Regions from separate parts of the Mus musculus genome. Here all the other regions are linked to region 1. A link is a contact called in public Hi-C and HiChIP or PLAC-seq data. All regions are on one chromosome and are shown on one strand. Each heading gives the region's core, a stretch centred on a gene start, on an enhancer-like site or on the middle of the called end of the contact. The rest is flanking DNA. Distances are from core to core; before and after follow the strand shown.

Region 1 (3,759 bases), core at 489-2,988:
AGGGCACACATGCACAGTGCTACCCAGTGTCAAAAGCACACTCCCTCTGACCTAAGTGTGACCTACACAGTAGCTCACACACACTGCTCAGGACATATATTCAACACAGGGCACACATATATCTCATGGTCGGATGGGACCAGCTATGGATAAAGTAGCCTGTGGGTGGGGGTGTCCTCTTAGTAGCTCATCGTCTTTTGGTTGGTGAGGAAGGGAAGGGATAGACATCAAGGTTAGCCACCCAAATGTGAATGGTAGAAACCCTAGTGCAGCTGGTCCACTCCATTTGCTTCCTGCTTTACTGTTCAAACACTCACCCCAAATGAATCAAGGAAATAAAAATTGTATGACAAAGCATTCTTTGGAAATAATTCAACTTCAACATTTATTTTAAAATTGTATTGAATTGAACTGGGAGGAAATCTGTTAGTTAAGCCAGATAGACTGATTTTTTTTCCCTTTTCTATGAGTGTGGCAACATTTATTATTTCCTCTCTGTGTGGGGGCTTGATTAAAACTAGAAAATGAAACATATCCCATGGTGTAATACATTTAGAATGAAGTGACTTAGACTCGAAAAAAACCTTAAGGGACCGATTAGAATTTTCTATTATATGGCTTACTTAACAGATTTTCTTTAGAAGCTGCATTTTGGACATAGAGAAGATTTTTTTTAAAAAGGCCATCCAACCTATTGTCTACTACACACCAGACCTTCCTTCCAGAGGGGTTGATTCTGGCTTCTATGCATAAGATGTGTGATGTTCATTTTAAAATTACTAGTAGAGCCTGCTATTGACCATCTAATTATGCCGAGTTCCATTTATAAACATAGCTAACCACTAAGTTTATGGAGACTTTTTGTGCTGCTTTAATAGGATATTGATCGAGAGCATAGTTTGAGTGGCCTGCCATTGAATTGTGTAATGCCAAACAAAGGCAAGGTCACAGTGACGGTCCGGGCTGGGCTGCAGTGGACGTTTTATTATCGTCTTTTTGTTTCTTCCTTTAATGCTGAAGTCTAAATGGTTTCTTGCTTAAGAGTATAAATTGTATAAAAAATTAATTTCTGTACCATGATCATTGTTACTGTGTGTGTTAACAGAGGAGAGAGCCAGCAGGCTGCCTGCTCAGACTAGGAAGTTTTTAAGTCATCCTCCTCCAATAAAGGTAGAAAGAACCGCCACTATTTAAGTGGTAACCCTCAAAAGATGCCCCCTCCCCGGGACTTCTCATCTGAGGCCTGCTTCTTCATTAGTCTTTCCAGATAAGGACAATTTGTATTTTCAAGTTTGAGCTTAGCCCTACCAATGTCTCATTTTCTTACTGTGCCTCTCTTAGCTGAGTTAATTTTGCCCCAGAACTTCTTTCTACACGTCAGGTTAGACTAGATTCATTGGTTCTTACAAAACTGCTGGTCAGAAATCCTAAGTGCCTGCGTATGGGCGCTGGAAGCCATACCAAGGACTTGAAAAAGAAGTTCAGAACAAACTGCATTCGGAACTCCCATGATGATTCCTGTGTGAGAATCTCAGCAGTGCACGTTCCCAAGGCAGAAAACAGCCGCTAGGGTGCCACCTCATGCCAGGCTGAGGCACAGGCCCGTTCCATTCACTGCCACTCTCCATTGACAAACAACTTGGGAACCCCGAAGTCCATCGGGTAGCCAGGCTTTGTGGCAGAGCCAGGGCAATTCATCTGCTGGACTTTAATAGATTCTGCAGCCATGTAGCAGGAACTCAGCACAGGCTGAGCAGCTGAGAGTGGTTTTCACACCCAAAGACTCTAAGGCCAGCCACAGTGTACTGAGAATCCTGGCTTTGCAGAATTCCAGGGCTGTGAAGTCATCCCGAGCCACGAAGTTTACTTAACCCTTGCAGCCAGTTTGGGTGTAACAAACCACGCTGGCAATCGGAACAGGCCGGAGCAGAGGCACAATGGCCTGTGTGTGTATCTGTGGTCTTTTTACTCTTTCCCACGGAAGCCTTTAAGGTTTCAGAATCTCTCCAGCAACTTCAAGGAAAACACTCAGCACTTTAGAAGGAAATGAGCAGGAGTGGAGTTTGGGACAGAACTTTTTGAGTTCACACCAGGAGGGACATTTGGCAGCCTCAGAGCACGTACTTTGAGGAAACGTTGGCACAAAATAAACAAGAGTGGGTTTGACAGAGAGCCCTTGAAGCAGGGACGTTCAGCAGCCAGCAGAATGGGCTCTCCTTGGCAGCTCAGGGGAGGGGCCTATCTGGAAATGCCTGTAGTAGAGGGCTTTGTGTAGTGAAGCACCTCTCAACAGATGGCTCCTGTCTCCTCCTTCATGGGATTATGCTAAAACAACCTCAGGGATTCGGAACCCCAGGCGCTCCTGGGAGCCTCTCCCCTGTACTGAATTCTTCTTTTTCTCTGGCCCAGGGTGCAGTGGTCTGTGTTTTCTCCCTCTCGTGGAACAAGGTAATAAATAACTAGAAGTGCTTTCAGATGGTCCTGCCACGTGTGGAGATGGGCCACAGAACAAATCCATACTCTCAGCGCCAGCGTCTCCGTTGCTACAGTTCACAAACATTAGATGATAAAGGCAGAAATTAAAGGGTGCTGGCGGGAGGCAAGGGTGAGGGAGTTTGTGACTTCCTGCAGCTCTCCTGGGCCAGAGTCCCTAGTCCAGCAGTTCCTAGCATCTGCTCCAGGCATTTATTGTCAAGCAGCCTGGCTGTCTAGTCTAACTCTCACCTAGGAACTCGTGAGACTGAGCTGCTCTGTCATTGCCACCACTGTGGAGATGATACTCTCCCAGGCAAAGACATGAGAGTAGTTATTTAACTTGACTCTTCGTTTGCAAATACTGAAACAGCTCCCCCTACCCCATCACAGTGAGAACCTCACTGGACTCCTGGGGGAAGTAAATATTTTTACTATCACATGTAGAAGGCTAGCACTATGTATCTGGAAAGAGAAACAGTTTAAGACAAGGGTATCGTTTCTGAGTAATATGGAGTCTCCACACTGTATGGGGTCACAACTAGTTGTGATTGTGGTAAGGTCATAGACTCAACTTCTTTATGCAGTTCGGATGGTGTGTTGTGCTGGGTATTTTTGTCATCCTAACACAAACTATGAAGCTGGAAGTTATGGGGCTGAAGGGTTGCCTCCATCAGATTGGCCCGTGGGCATATCAGTAGGGCATTTTATTGATTAATGATTGATGTGGGTGGGCCATGCTCACCATGAGAGGTATCAATCACTCCTGGGTAAGTATTCCTGGATGGTCTAAGAAAGCAGGCTGAGCAAGGCAGTAAGCAGCACTCCTCTGTGCCCTCTGCTTCAGTTCCTGCTTTGGCTTTTTTTGATGATACAATGTGACCTGTAAGCTAATAAGCCCTTTCTTCTCAAGTTGTTTTTGGTCAGTGTTTCATCACGGGAACAGAAACCTAACTAGAGCCTATGCCTTTGAGAAAGGCTTTCTGGTCGAAGGACAGAGCTTGGGAATCCCTGTTGCAATAGGCAAGGCAAGCTATAAAAATAAACCTTGACAAACTTAGATTAAAGGTCTACAAGGAAGAGAGGGTCTCTGGCGTGTAGCTGACCGGTTTGGCCTGAAGCCATGGTTTAGCTGATGCAGCCCGGTCCTGCTCTTACCGAACAGTTGTAGTCAGCACAAGGCCATGTGTGAGTGAGTCCTGGAGTGATGGCACAGCAGTGTGCAGAGTCGGAAAGCATTGAGAAGCTGAAGGATGCTCACAATGCCAGGCCTTTGCTAACCAGCCC
Region 2 (3,759 bases), core at 814-3,313, 210 kb after region 1:
AGGAAAGATTGTCTATCACTATCCACTGTTACTGGTATTATGTGAGATGAGATAGGAGACAAGCAATGAAACTGTAATACTTTCCAGCATTACAAACAAAATAAACAAACAAAAACAAGTGGGGTGAGAGACAAAGAGTAAGATTCTAAAGATTAAGGGCAAAGACAGATTTTGAAATTTTAAAAACTTTCATTATTTGGGAATAAGATAACTCTTAAGTAAAGGATATACAAAATATTTCTAAAACCATCAGGCACACTCTGTCATTTGTATATACAGGTTATCTAATCCGAAGGCGATGTGGTTTTCTTTTCCCTGGAGGATCTGAACTGCTAACATCCCATGGACTGTATCAAGTTTGCTTCACTTCTCTTGCTGACTGTTAAACAAAGAGCTTCGTCTTGAGTTTCATGACGTCCCACATGCTCCTGAGACTAATCCCCACCCATTTTTATTTACAGTGCTCGGGACAAGTTTCTATGACAATCCCGTGCCATTCTGTAACTGTATGCGCTGCATTTTCTGAGTTTTGAGCTTAATTGTAGGACAAATTATTTGTTCTATGATTGGTACAGAGAGACGCGCACACCGGGGTGGTGGTAGAAACAGATTTCACTTTCAGATTAAACAACAAGCAAATAAAATAGAGAAAAACAAACCCCAGCATATGCTATTGGGACCAGCAGATTTATGCTCTTCTTTTGTTACCTCATATATGAGACCTGGAACCTTTCTCCTATTTCTGACCACTGTCTACACATGCTCCTATAGACCCTCCAGCCACCCCATTACCACACTGGTCACAGCAGCCCTGGGTGCTCTCTATGCAAACGCAATGCAACCTGCACCTGCCATCTTTTATCGGAAAGGAAAGGCAAAGCAGATCCAGACCCCTGGCAACCTCAGACCCTCATCAGTGTGCAAGTCCTGCCATTGCTGACTTTCAGAGAGGGAGCAGAATTCGGATTGTAGGAAGCGGCACCACTGAAATCTGGCTGTGTGTTAGGGACCTCCACCAACTGCCAAATGAATTCCCCACAGCTTGCTCTCCAAGGCTTCCCTTCCTTTCTGTTTTCCACTCTAGTTCTCCCGGTGTTTTGTTTTTCTGTAACTCTATTTGTTTCACACTTCATCATTACAAGGAAGATGTCAGAGAGGGGGGGGGAGGAAGTCTGTCTGTCTGTCTATGTCTCACTGTTCAGTGGCTTGCTCTAGAGAAAACATCATAGCGGTCAGCTTCTAAGAAACAGAAAGCTTGGGCCCTCTTTCGGAACATTTACACAGACATTTCTGACACAAAAGATTCTTGAACACATAATAGAAATACAGTCAAATGTTACAAATCTCAATGTGCAGCATTTATTTTATTTTTAAAAAAAAAACAACACAGGGGCCAGTGAGACAGCTCCGTTCCTAATGGTGCTAAGCAGGCAAACCAGGGGAGCGGAGCTCCTCGCCTGGAACCCACATAAAGGTGGAAAGAGCAAAGTGATTCCACAAAGTTTTTTTCTCTCTCTCCCTCTCTCTCCCTCCCTCTCTCTCTCTTCCCCCTCTATCTCTCCTTCTCTCTCTCCCTCTCTCTCTTTCTCTTCCCCTCTCTCTACTTCTCTCTCTCCCTCTCCCTCCCTTTCTCTCTCCTTCTCGCGCGCTCTCTCTCTCCACACACACACATGCACATATACACACACACACATACACACACACAGGTATATACACAAACATACCATAGCATGCACCCTCCCCCTACATCCCCATCATGCAAACATAGACATGTACACACAATTTTTTTTTAAAAATTAAAACAACTGGTTCTACAAATGTTTAAAGACTCCACACAGTCTATTAATTAGGAAGACCCTAGTGTAAAATTATCAAAATATTTGAAATCTTAATATCTGAAGAAATTATACCTAAGAAAGTTGTTGCATGGTATGTTCTTCTATCTTGGGAACCTAGTACCATGCAGAGACCGTAAGAACTGATGTTTGATGACTCAATGGCCAGCGCCATGGTAAAATCTGTCAAGAGAGGCAGCCAAACTGACCTCACTAGCCAGTATCAGCCAGAGCATCCCTGGGATGCAGCTGCTGTGTGACTCATACAGAATCTTCCATCACACAGCTTCTGGGAAGCAAGAGCTTCGGTTTTCTGCCTATGAAATAAAGGCCCAGGCCTCCGAACTTTCTTCAAGGTAAGAAAACAAAATTAATACAAACACAGACAACATTCTGGGTGGTTTCTTACTACATTTTTAAGCTTTTAAATAAACAATGGATTTCAAGATTATCTTGAGAGTCCTGGAGAACATTTCTTGTTTTTGTTTGTTTGTTTGTTTGTTTGTACTACGATAAATTCAGAAGCAGAGCTTAGAACTTGATGTGTTGTCGATATCTCTGAGATAAAAAGAAGATCCAGAAGAGCAATCGACTAACCATCATACCGGGGCCTAGTTCCTCAACCTGCTTCCTACTATATACAGGCACTTATAAGAACTCTTCAACTCAGATGTTAAGGTTAAGTGGAGCGCCAGTAAGATAATACATATGAAAATACTAGGTAGATACCGCATCTAAGGAACACAAGCATGGGATCTGAGAGACTTGGCTTAAATGCCGGCTCTCTTCTTTCCTAATCATCAGACTTGAGTGTGTTCTGTCCCTGTTGCCTGACAAGGGCAGTCACAGTCTCCTGAGCACATCTATCCTCCAACAAACACACAACAAGAACAACTCACCCAGACTGGAAGTCAGAAACGAAACAAAGTAAAGACAAACAAGTTCATGTAAAAATCAAAGAAACCCGTATCCACGATGGCTGAAACTTCACCACGCCATGGTACCCAAATACACAAACCTCTCTGGCTGTCCCGTGTTTTGAGTCTGTAAAGGAAGGCTCTACAGCAAAACAAGAGAAAGCCTGTGAGCTCGCCTGTAAACTAAGGGACCGCGTAAGAGCGCCCAGGTGGAGTCATCCGGCCCTCTACCCTCTGCCTGCCCCACAAGTCAGCTGGCTAAGGACCTGCGGTACTCCCTTGTCACTCTGTACCCAGTCACCTCCCAAGCACAACTGGAAATGAAGCCAAAGCTAGGCACAGCCAGTCTCCACAGAGAAAAACTCAAAATGTCTCCCTTTGAAGAATCACAAAGCTTTTGTTTGAAACCTCTGACCTTTCTAGAGAAATCAGTCACAGTAGTTTAAAAATGTAGGTGGCATAAGGACAAAGCATGCCATTTATCCACTTTGGGTGGTTTTCGTCTTTTCTGTGAGACACACATCTTTAGAACAATTATGTCTTTCACTGTAACATTTCAGCCAAAAAAATTTCTCACAAAAAACATATGTGTGTATATATATTATATATAACCTTACACATAATATGTATTCTGAACTTGGCAAGATGTTATACTTTTAAAATTTTTACCCCTACCTCATTTTATTGAAGCTCTAGAGAGATAAAAATTTTAAAACATCAAAAAAATTCATTAAAAATGTAAACATGGTAATTGTTTTCAATATGCTATTTGTGTGTGTGTGTGAGAGAGAGAGAGAGAAAGAGAGACAGAGAGAGAGAGAGAGAGAGCAAGCATGACATGGGGGAGCACATTGCTGTGGTACAGGTGTGGAGGTGTGGAGGTCAGGGGACAACTTTGTGGAGTTAAGTTCTCCATGAATGTTTCAGGAATCAAACACATGTCACCAGACTTTGAGCTAACTCGCCAGCCCAGAGTGCTATACTTTTGATTCAGAAGGGTGATGGTA
Region 3 (3,759 bases), core at 487-2,986, 190 kb after region 1:
AATCTCACAGAGATGGCTCAAAAAAGAGATGGCAGCATGAGAATGTCCCATGTCTCATATACACACACCAAACAGAGAAGTGAGGGGTTCACTTGGAGCAGCCAAAACACAGCCCAAACCTAGAAAGAGTTCTACTAGGGCCACCAGTCCTACCAACTGGTTAGATTGAAACTTTATTTAAGCTGGAATTTGGCCCTCCACAGTTGCACCACAGTGAGAAAATATTTAAAGAAAGATATTTTGCAATTCCCATGTTTGGAGTGAGTAATGAAATCCATAGTGCTTGCTACTTATGTTGTCTTGATGTTGGTTCATGACATCCATATAAAATGTCAGGACAAAGAAGCAGATAGATTGTCTCTAGTGAGACTATAAACAACCCTGTGTAAACTCTGGGACATATTCAAGTTGGTTAAAAACTTCAAACTATAACAACTTCACTGCCAAAAGCACAATCAATCCAATAATTGCAGATTACTTTTTTTTCAGATTACAATGCTCGATTGCAATTTTCTCTTACATGTTTTTACCGAAAATAGATTAACAAGCATCATACAAACATCCAAAGAAAGGGAGACTGTCATACAGATTATTCTCATTATTAACATAAACAACTAGAAGTACATCATGAGTAAAGTCCATTCACAATTACAAAACACATATCTCATCCAGGTCGTGGGATCTAAATTTTGGATTAAATGGAACTTAAGGTCCCTCACAACTAGGACATTCTATGATTCCAAGCCTATGGCTACCCATTTGTTTCCTAGAATCTTTCCTGTGATGGGCGGTGATGCTGGTCTCCCTTTAGAGTATCTTTCCACCTTCATATTAACCCACTGCAATGACACACACTCACGAAAATGAAATTCTATAACTTTAAAACTGAAAGACAGTGTGAAGGAAGCAAAGTCCAAACTCATTCCATGTCACCTCTGACTTCTGAGGTCTAGGTGGTAAACATTTCTTCTTACCAAGATACTATCGAGTACATTCATGCTTCCAAACAAGTTAGATTAAGAATTCCTCTTTGCGTTGATAGGATACTGGCGATCTGGTCACACACTATTGAACATAACTTGGTCCGCTCTGTGTAACATGGTATCTACTGTGCACATGATGGAACCTAATGTGCATGTGATGGTGCTGAGCAAGAAAGGTTCTTTCATTTTGAAATCTATTTACAGAGTGAAAATTCTTCACCCCATGAAGTGAACTCTGTTTGTGTTGAGTGTATAGTCATCACTTCCTGTGAATGAAGTAAAAATAGAATCCAAATGAGTAGAAAAGTGTCTTCATGTTCAATGAAAACTAATTCCAGGGGAGAAAGTGGAAGTGCATGTACATAATGTGTGCATGTGTGCATGTGCAAAGGTGTGTAATGTGTGCATGTGTGTGTGTGTGTGTGTGTGTGTGTAATACTTCTGTTTTCTTGTTTATAAATTTTACTCCATATAAGTTTTACTTGTTTTTGAGGAGAGAGTTTTGGGTAAACATTTCTGACCATAGTAGGTAATTTCTAAGCCAGAATCCAAAGAAGATAGTATATGCTTTTATAGCTAAAAAGGGTCTTTCTTAAAATCAATAAGGTAACTGCCTAGGTTGTTACTTGAAAACAGCCATTCAAAATGCTCCGGGAAGGGCATAGTTAAAGGCGGTCATCTGATCAACCCTAACCCACACTGGAGCACACAGCTATTGCATCACTGGACGATCACAAGTCACACGCTGTCCTCAGCCCGCTCCATTGAGTAACAGACAATGCAATGCTTTAAATTTGATTTCCTAATGTCCTAGAGGTCAATTTAAGACCTTAGAATTTGCTAATACAGTTATCACAAATTTATTTTAGATTTTTAAAGCTGTCCCTGGAATTATGTCGAGCAGTTATCACTAACAAAATACAGTACCCGGCCCAATACTGTCCAATGCAAAGCATGCTATGTTCACTTTAAATTTAATATGGGGATCTGAAAGTTTAAAAAGTCTCTATGCTCCAAATGTTCTTAAAGTCCTACTTTCAGTGTCTTCATCTTTCTTTAGTTTAGAACTGGAGAAGTGATGAATGTGTGCTGTGCAGAGACGTCCCTTTCAGTTTAAAATGGATTGGACTACAAGCTGCTAATAACTTCCAAGAGCCAAACTATGGAGGCCCCGAGTGTCTCCACAATGTCTTTCAAAGTGTTTTCGGGAATGGCTTTGAGGTGGGTCTAAAAAAGGAGTGCCCTGCCTTGTACTGGCTGCTGTCACTGAAAACTGTCACTGTCAGGGCAGACATGAAAATCAGTGGTCATGAGAACAACAAACCGGCCAGGGTTTGCCTGGAATGCTCAACCCTGTGTAGCAACAGACATGATTTTGATTCTAACAATATTTCCAAACAATTCTTAAATCTGGCAGACAGGAAGAATACTAATCACCTAGATAAATGTGTTTCTTCTACATTCTGGAAGGGTGCCACGAGAATATATCCCGTTTAGTGAGCCTCCATGAGTGGAGTGCTGGCCCACTCGGCAATACTTATTGAATTTCATATTATTTTATTAGGATGTTGGTACAGACACTATGCAAAACTCCTCAATTAAGTTAATTCCATCTTGTCAGCTCATATAATTATAAATGTTACAGAGCCTAACACAAACCACAGAACATACCACAGAACTTAAAGTAAAGAAATGCTATTTGACCCATAAAAACAGTCAAATGGAGACAGAAGATCCCTTCTCCTCCTTGAGGACACAAACATGCTGTTTCTAGAGATCAGGCTCCCTCCGAGAAACAGGTATACCCTACAACACACAGGAAATGTGCTGCAAACTTTCTCTATGTGCAAGCTTTTCCCTCAAACTTTTTATTTTTAAAATAATATCCAAGTTAACATGGCCCAAGGAGTGCAGACAGATGTGTAGCTTTTCTATCCAAAGACTAAAGTCAAGTGTCTGCTCATGAAGTATAACCCTGATACATTGTCTCTAAGTTTTGGCTGAATATCCTCAACAATTAAGCAGATATCATCACGAATCCATTTCTTGACCCTAACCTAAAGAATCATTTTTGTCAAAGAACAAAATGTTCAGTTTCCTTAGTATACAGAAACAAAAGCTCAGTTACAAACATGATGCTATGTTGGCCATGTAGATTGTTTTATGAGTGCCCAGATGAGAATGAAGTGCTGACTCATGCCAGTTTCTCCGATTAATATATCATAAGCTCACGTTTCTAGATAGTGTCTCTGAATAAAAGACAAACGAAATTTCCTCTCACTAAACACCTGCAGTGTCACTTTCTGAAGGTGTGTGGCACTTGTGCTCAGTAACTGAATTAGTTCCCGTGGAAAAGCCATTCATTATATGGACCAGATAAATAAGGAAAGAAATGTGTGGTCCAGGGTCAGGCATCCAAGTCAATGGTAGATGAGTTTCAGGAACTGGGAAGGCAGAATTTCTAAGTCTTACTAGGGAGGAGAATAGCCATGTTAAGGTTAATGCCACTAGGTATGTCCACAAATATTTAAGATTAAATGCCAACTATAGTCTTTGTTTCAACTGGAAGTCATACTGATCTATCTGAAATGTTTCCTGCTTGCATTACAGAAGAAAAGACTAATGGTGCCTTTTATGTTCTCTACACTGCATTAAACAATCTTGAAATTGAGAGACAATCTCATTTTTCCAGATTAATGTGATTTGCCTCTTACCTGGATACCTGACGCTGTTACGTTTTCTAGTTCCCTCTGAGACGCACCATGTCACGTGTTAT
Region 4 (3,759 bases), core at 935-3,434, 160 kb after region 1:
ACCTGCAGGTTTAGAACCACTGTTTTAGAGCAAATCCTTCAAAATGCTCTTGACTATAGAAGGAAACTACAGCTATCAGGCTTCTGAGTAAACTCACATGAGAGAGTTCCCTTCATCTTACCACAGCAAGAGACAGGTTGTACGGGAGGCTGCAGCACAGCACCAGTGAAAGGAAGTTGCGAAATAAGAAGGAGCAAGTGTAGACAGACAAGGACTCCAACAGCGTGTGAAAGAGTAAACTTTACGCTAAGCCTACAAACACCACAAGTGGGAAAAGTCAGAAAGATCTGGGAGCTATTTTTAGCATATCAAAACCTCAAACAGGACCTCCACACTGACCCACCAAGCAATCACACAAGCTAAACTATCAACCAACTAGTCACACAAAACCATTTCACCTTCTGTACAATGGCTCAGTGTATTCAACTATACATACTTATTTACTTCAAAGGGAGAAAACAAATTAATCATCCATTGCTGTTTATCTGGGCCACAAAACACAAAATGAAACAAAAAATAATAATAGCTGAGATTCTTGAGAATAACAGGACTGGAACAGAGGGTTAAAGTAACAGCCAGAGGCATCACTTAGTAGCCCAAATATCAGACTTCAAACCCTAGTAACCAAGGATCATGTTATAGGAAAATACCGGAAGAAATCATAAGTGCTTGAGGATGGCGTAGGTGAGATAAAGCAGGCTGCTGATACTCTGTGATGACACTGTGACTAATAGGGAGCAGTGAGGTCATGGCAAACTCCATTGACATGTTCCAATCAAACATTTGAAGGCACTATTCTAGTAGCATTTAACCCACAGAACACCAGTGACCAGCCCAGAATGTATAGTCATTTTGTTAGCAGGGAACTTGTCTTCAGAGACTGCAGAGTGTCACCTAAACGTGTACACCCTTGCCTTCAAGGGCAGTGTCAACACAAAGAAGCAAGTCTCCTAGTCCCTGCTGAGGGTCATTCACTGAACAAACTCAGGACTCACACTGAGAAAGCTAGGCTAAGTAAAAGCAAGGCTGGGAAAAGATCAATGGCGTATGATCCCAGCCTCCTCCTCCTTGGAGTTATAGAGACAGAGCAGGACATCCAGACACGGCAGGACACCACAGGGCTTCTGGCCCTCATAACTGCAGAGGGACAAAGGTCAGCAAAGCCACTCTAGGGTACAGAGTACCTACTCTTTACATGGCTAACCTCTGTGTGCTGACACCTCTATGACGGGGTTTCTAGAGTTTGCTTTTTATATCTTCAAAGAAACACATTTCATAAAAAAAAAAAAAGAAAATAGACCTCTGATCATAACACTCTTAGAAAGTCTTAGCTTGAGAAAAATTTAAAAGCCCAGCTATAAATCTTGCAAAATGAGAATTTATAATAGGAGTGCAGAGAGATCTTTAATTATGCAGACTGTGGGCCTCGTGTAATAAAGCCCACGTATTTGCAGCTTATGTCATTGTGTATAGGGTGCCTCAGAAAGGCTCTGTGTGTGTCTGAATCAATGAGTTGAAGTTTTACACAAGGGAAGGAAGTGAAGAGAACACTGCTTGGAGAAGCAGGGATTTACCTCCTGGGGCTCCAGGCAGTGAATGATGGTTCTGACTCTTCCAGTTTGTATAAAAGGTTGAAGTTCATTCTGGCGCAGGGAAGCATTCCACAAGACCCGCTGCCTCTATGGGCAGGCGATTAATCTCATGATCGATAGACCATATGATTAGGCACTAATAGCTGATAGGAGGAGAGAATAAACAACCATAAATTTGCTTTGTACCCAGCAATCCAACTGTAAGCAGGGCCATTTAATGGCCACACTGGGTCATGTTACCTAAGGGCCCATATGGAATAAAAAATGGAAGACAAAAACATTTTAAAAGATCTTCAATTATCAAAGGTAGGGGTGGAGGCAGAGGCTCTATTAGTGCAGTGTTCTTTGGCATGAGATGCCCAAGGCTTCCACATTGGGAGTGAAGAGGGCAGATGCAGAAGGAGCAACAGCAAAGTCTGTTTGCTGAAACAATGCTTTATAAACAGCATCGCCAGCCACCCTGTGCACAGTGTAAGTGGTGCTGGGTGGTCCAGCTCATGCCCAGCAGCCACTGGAACCTGTGTCCATCACGGGCTGAGTGTGCTCTCTGCAGCAGGCAGAGCAGAGGCTGGACTGTGTAATTTCCTCTTTGCATGCAGATCACTGCTCTGTACTCCAGAGCTGTTTCTCAGCGAGCGTGTCATGAACTTCCAGTGTTGGGAATAGTTATGCGACATAAAAGCCGTGATGCAGGAGGCCATAAATCTCACTCTTTCTTCTTTCCCTTTCCCTGGCTTCTTCCCTTTCTAAGACTCTGACCTCCTCCATCAGGCCCTTGAAAGAAAGGCAATCAATCACCCCCTAGACTAAAATGAAAACCTGGGTCCTCTCTGCACACTGGACAGCTTTCCCCTTGTGTGATAAAAATGGGGAAACATCTCTAAGATGGCAAGTCCCCCTCCTATGTGTTCCTCTTTCCACTCCATGCAGAGCCTGGAAGCAAAAAGCCTTCAAGCTCTTGTTATCAATGACCATGAAACAGGAAAGGAAGACACTTTGTTAAGCCAAAAGGAATGTGCTAGAGAAAGTACCAGATAAAGACAAAGAAGAATTTGAAGCAGACTTGCACTGTTCTCGGGGCCCACAGCAAAGCACACCAACCTCTGTTCTTTGAAAACTATCTGGGAAACAACCCACCCCCACCCCTCTCACTACCTCTGAGTACCCCCCCCCAGCCCCCACATCATCCCTCCCTCCTCCCCCTTGCCAGCACAGCCTTTGTGACTTCCCAAGCCTTGAGGGACCAACTGTTTCCAGGGCTTCCCTCTGGGCTAATTGTTCAACACTGCCCATGACTCTGGAGCCCACAGGAGAAAAAAGGCACTTCAGATGCCCTAGGGAAGACTGGGGGAAATTTCTGTTGGAAATCCATTCCTTGTTTATTATCATCAACCACAAAGAAGCCTACTGTAATAAGCAGTTACTACAGCCAAGTGAGATGAGAATTCTAAAGTTTGCAGGCAAAATTCCTTCTCTGTTTACATTTATTCAAAATACTTCCACTCGGCATAATTTCGGAGTTGAAAGACATTTAGCCAGGTGTGCTGGCTCACAAAAAGATGCCACCAAAGGTCAAACATGAAGCATAGTCCAAGGTCCAGGCACTGCTTTGCTAACATTTCTTGGAGCAACAAGACCAGTTAGTACAAGGCCATTGCACTAACTGAACCCAAGCAGGGCCACTGTACTAACCCCCCACTGATCAGGAAGGATTCCACTGAACCTAAAGCAGCTGGATGGCCAAGAAAGCCCTTTGGTCTGCTGTGCTGGGCCCGAGGGAACAGGGGCAGAACTCAGGACAGAAAGGGACTTAGGAAATGAGAGGCTCAGGGAGCAGAGGCTGAGCCCTGGGAGCAGGCCAAGGCCCCATGTTCTATCACCCTGACCATGGCGTTCATGTTGCCTAGTGGCTTTCCAGTGACTGGTATCAACTTCTGGCCATCTCTGAAACACTCAGAAAGCAGAGCGCAGACTCTCAACTCCCTTTGTACCGTAGGTTAATTTCTCCCCAAGGGGAAAGAGAAATTTTCCTTTGAAGACGTATGGAGGAGTCTAAATCGAACCAGAGAAGCCCCTGACCTTCAGTGGTTGCCTAAAAGCTGCTGTACCCTATGACAGTATCACTGCAGCAATGATAAAATGATAACTAACATACACTCTACATCAG

The links. Hi-C and Micro-C count contacts between places; a contact is called where the count stands out from the background. HiChIP or PLAC-seq counts read pairs in DNA pulled down with a chosen protein or histone mark.
Region 2: a contact with region 1 is called in a Hi-C map of muscle stem cells, with 3 times the contacts expected there. The contact joins two enhancer-like sites. A contact is called at or near these places in 13 of 484 Hi-C or Micro-C datasets (the MC3T3-E1 cell line, astrocytes, cerebellar granule neurons and 9 more), 9 of 115 datasets of contacts at active chromatin or transcription factors (CD8 T cells, astrocytes, cardiomyocytes and 5 more) and 1 of 9 other capture datasets (adipose tissue).
Region 3: a contact with region 1 is called in an H3K27ac HiChIP or PLAC-seq map of hepatocytes, with 3 times the contacts expected there. The contact joins two enhancer-like sites. A contact is called at or near these places in 5 of 484 Hi-C or Micro-C datasets (the N1E-115 cell line, cerebral cortex, liver and 2 more) and 3 of 115 datasets of contacts at active chromatin or transcription factors (CD8 T cells, astrocytes and hepatocytes).
Region 4: a contact with region 1 is called in an H3K27ac HiChIP or PLAC-seq map of heart atrium, with 8 read pairs. The contact joins two enhancer-like sites. A contact is called at or near these places in 8 of 484 Hi-C or Micro-C datasets (the N1E-115 cell line, Sertoli cells, cerebral cortex and 4 more) and 5 of 115 datasets of contacts at active chromatin or transcription factors (CD8 T cells, astrocytes, bone marrow-derived macrophages and 2 more).

The regions. Positions count from the first base shown.
Region 1 is chr4:98,002,375-98,006,133 of GRCm38.p6, reverse strand. All of the region lies in intron 4 of Nfia (nuclear factor I/A), which reads right to left. Among named protein-coding and RNA genes, the nearest start is that of Gm34218, 19 kb to the left of the region's middle. Within about 2 kb of position 1,738, at least 207 of the 459 cell types and tissues checked have an H3K27ac peak or open chromatin away from gene starts, as enhancers often do. A contact at or near this core is called in the N1E-115 cell line, Sertoli cells, astrocytes and 6 more, where this site is marked.
Region 2 is chr4:97,793,350-97,797,108 of GRCm38.p6, reverse strand. The region is part of intron 2 of Nfia (nuclear factor I/A); the gene reads right to left. Among named protein-coding and RNA genes, the nearest start is that of Nfia, 18 kb to the right of the region's middle. Within about 2 kb of position 2,063, at least 43 of the 459 cell types and tissues checked have an H3K27ac peak or open chromatin away from gene starts, as enhancers often do. A contact at or near this core is called in cerebral cortex, muscle stem cells and myocytes, where this site is marked.
Region 3 is chr4:97,812,673-97,816,431 of GRCm38.p6, reverse strand. All of the region lies in intron 2 of Nfia (nuclear factor I/A), which reads right to left. Among named protein-coding and RNA genes, the nearest start is that of Nfia, 37 kb to the right of the region's middle. Within about 2 kb of position 1,736, at least 25 of the 459 cell types and tissues checked have an H3K27ac peak or open chromatin away from gene starts, as enhancers often do. A contact at or near this core is called in the N1E-115 cell line, hepatocytes and liver, where this site is marked.
Region 4 is chr4:97,838,371-97,842,129 of GRCm38.p6, reverse strand. All of the region lies in intron 2 of Nfia (nuclear factor I/A), which reads right to left. Gm19417 (a long non-coding RNA gene) reads left to right here. Exons shown (of 2, transcript XR_376437.4): 2 at 1-1,290. Among named protein-coding and RNA genes, the nearest start is that of Gm19417, 29 kb to the left of the region's middle. Within about 2 kb of position 2,184, at least 56 of the 459 cell types and tissues checked have an H3K27ac peak or open chromatin away from gene starts, as enhancers often do. A contact at or near this core is called in Sertoli cells, astrocytes, cerebral cortex and 3 more, where this site is marked.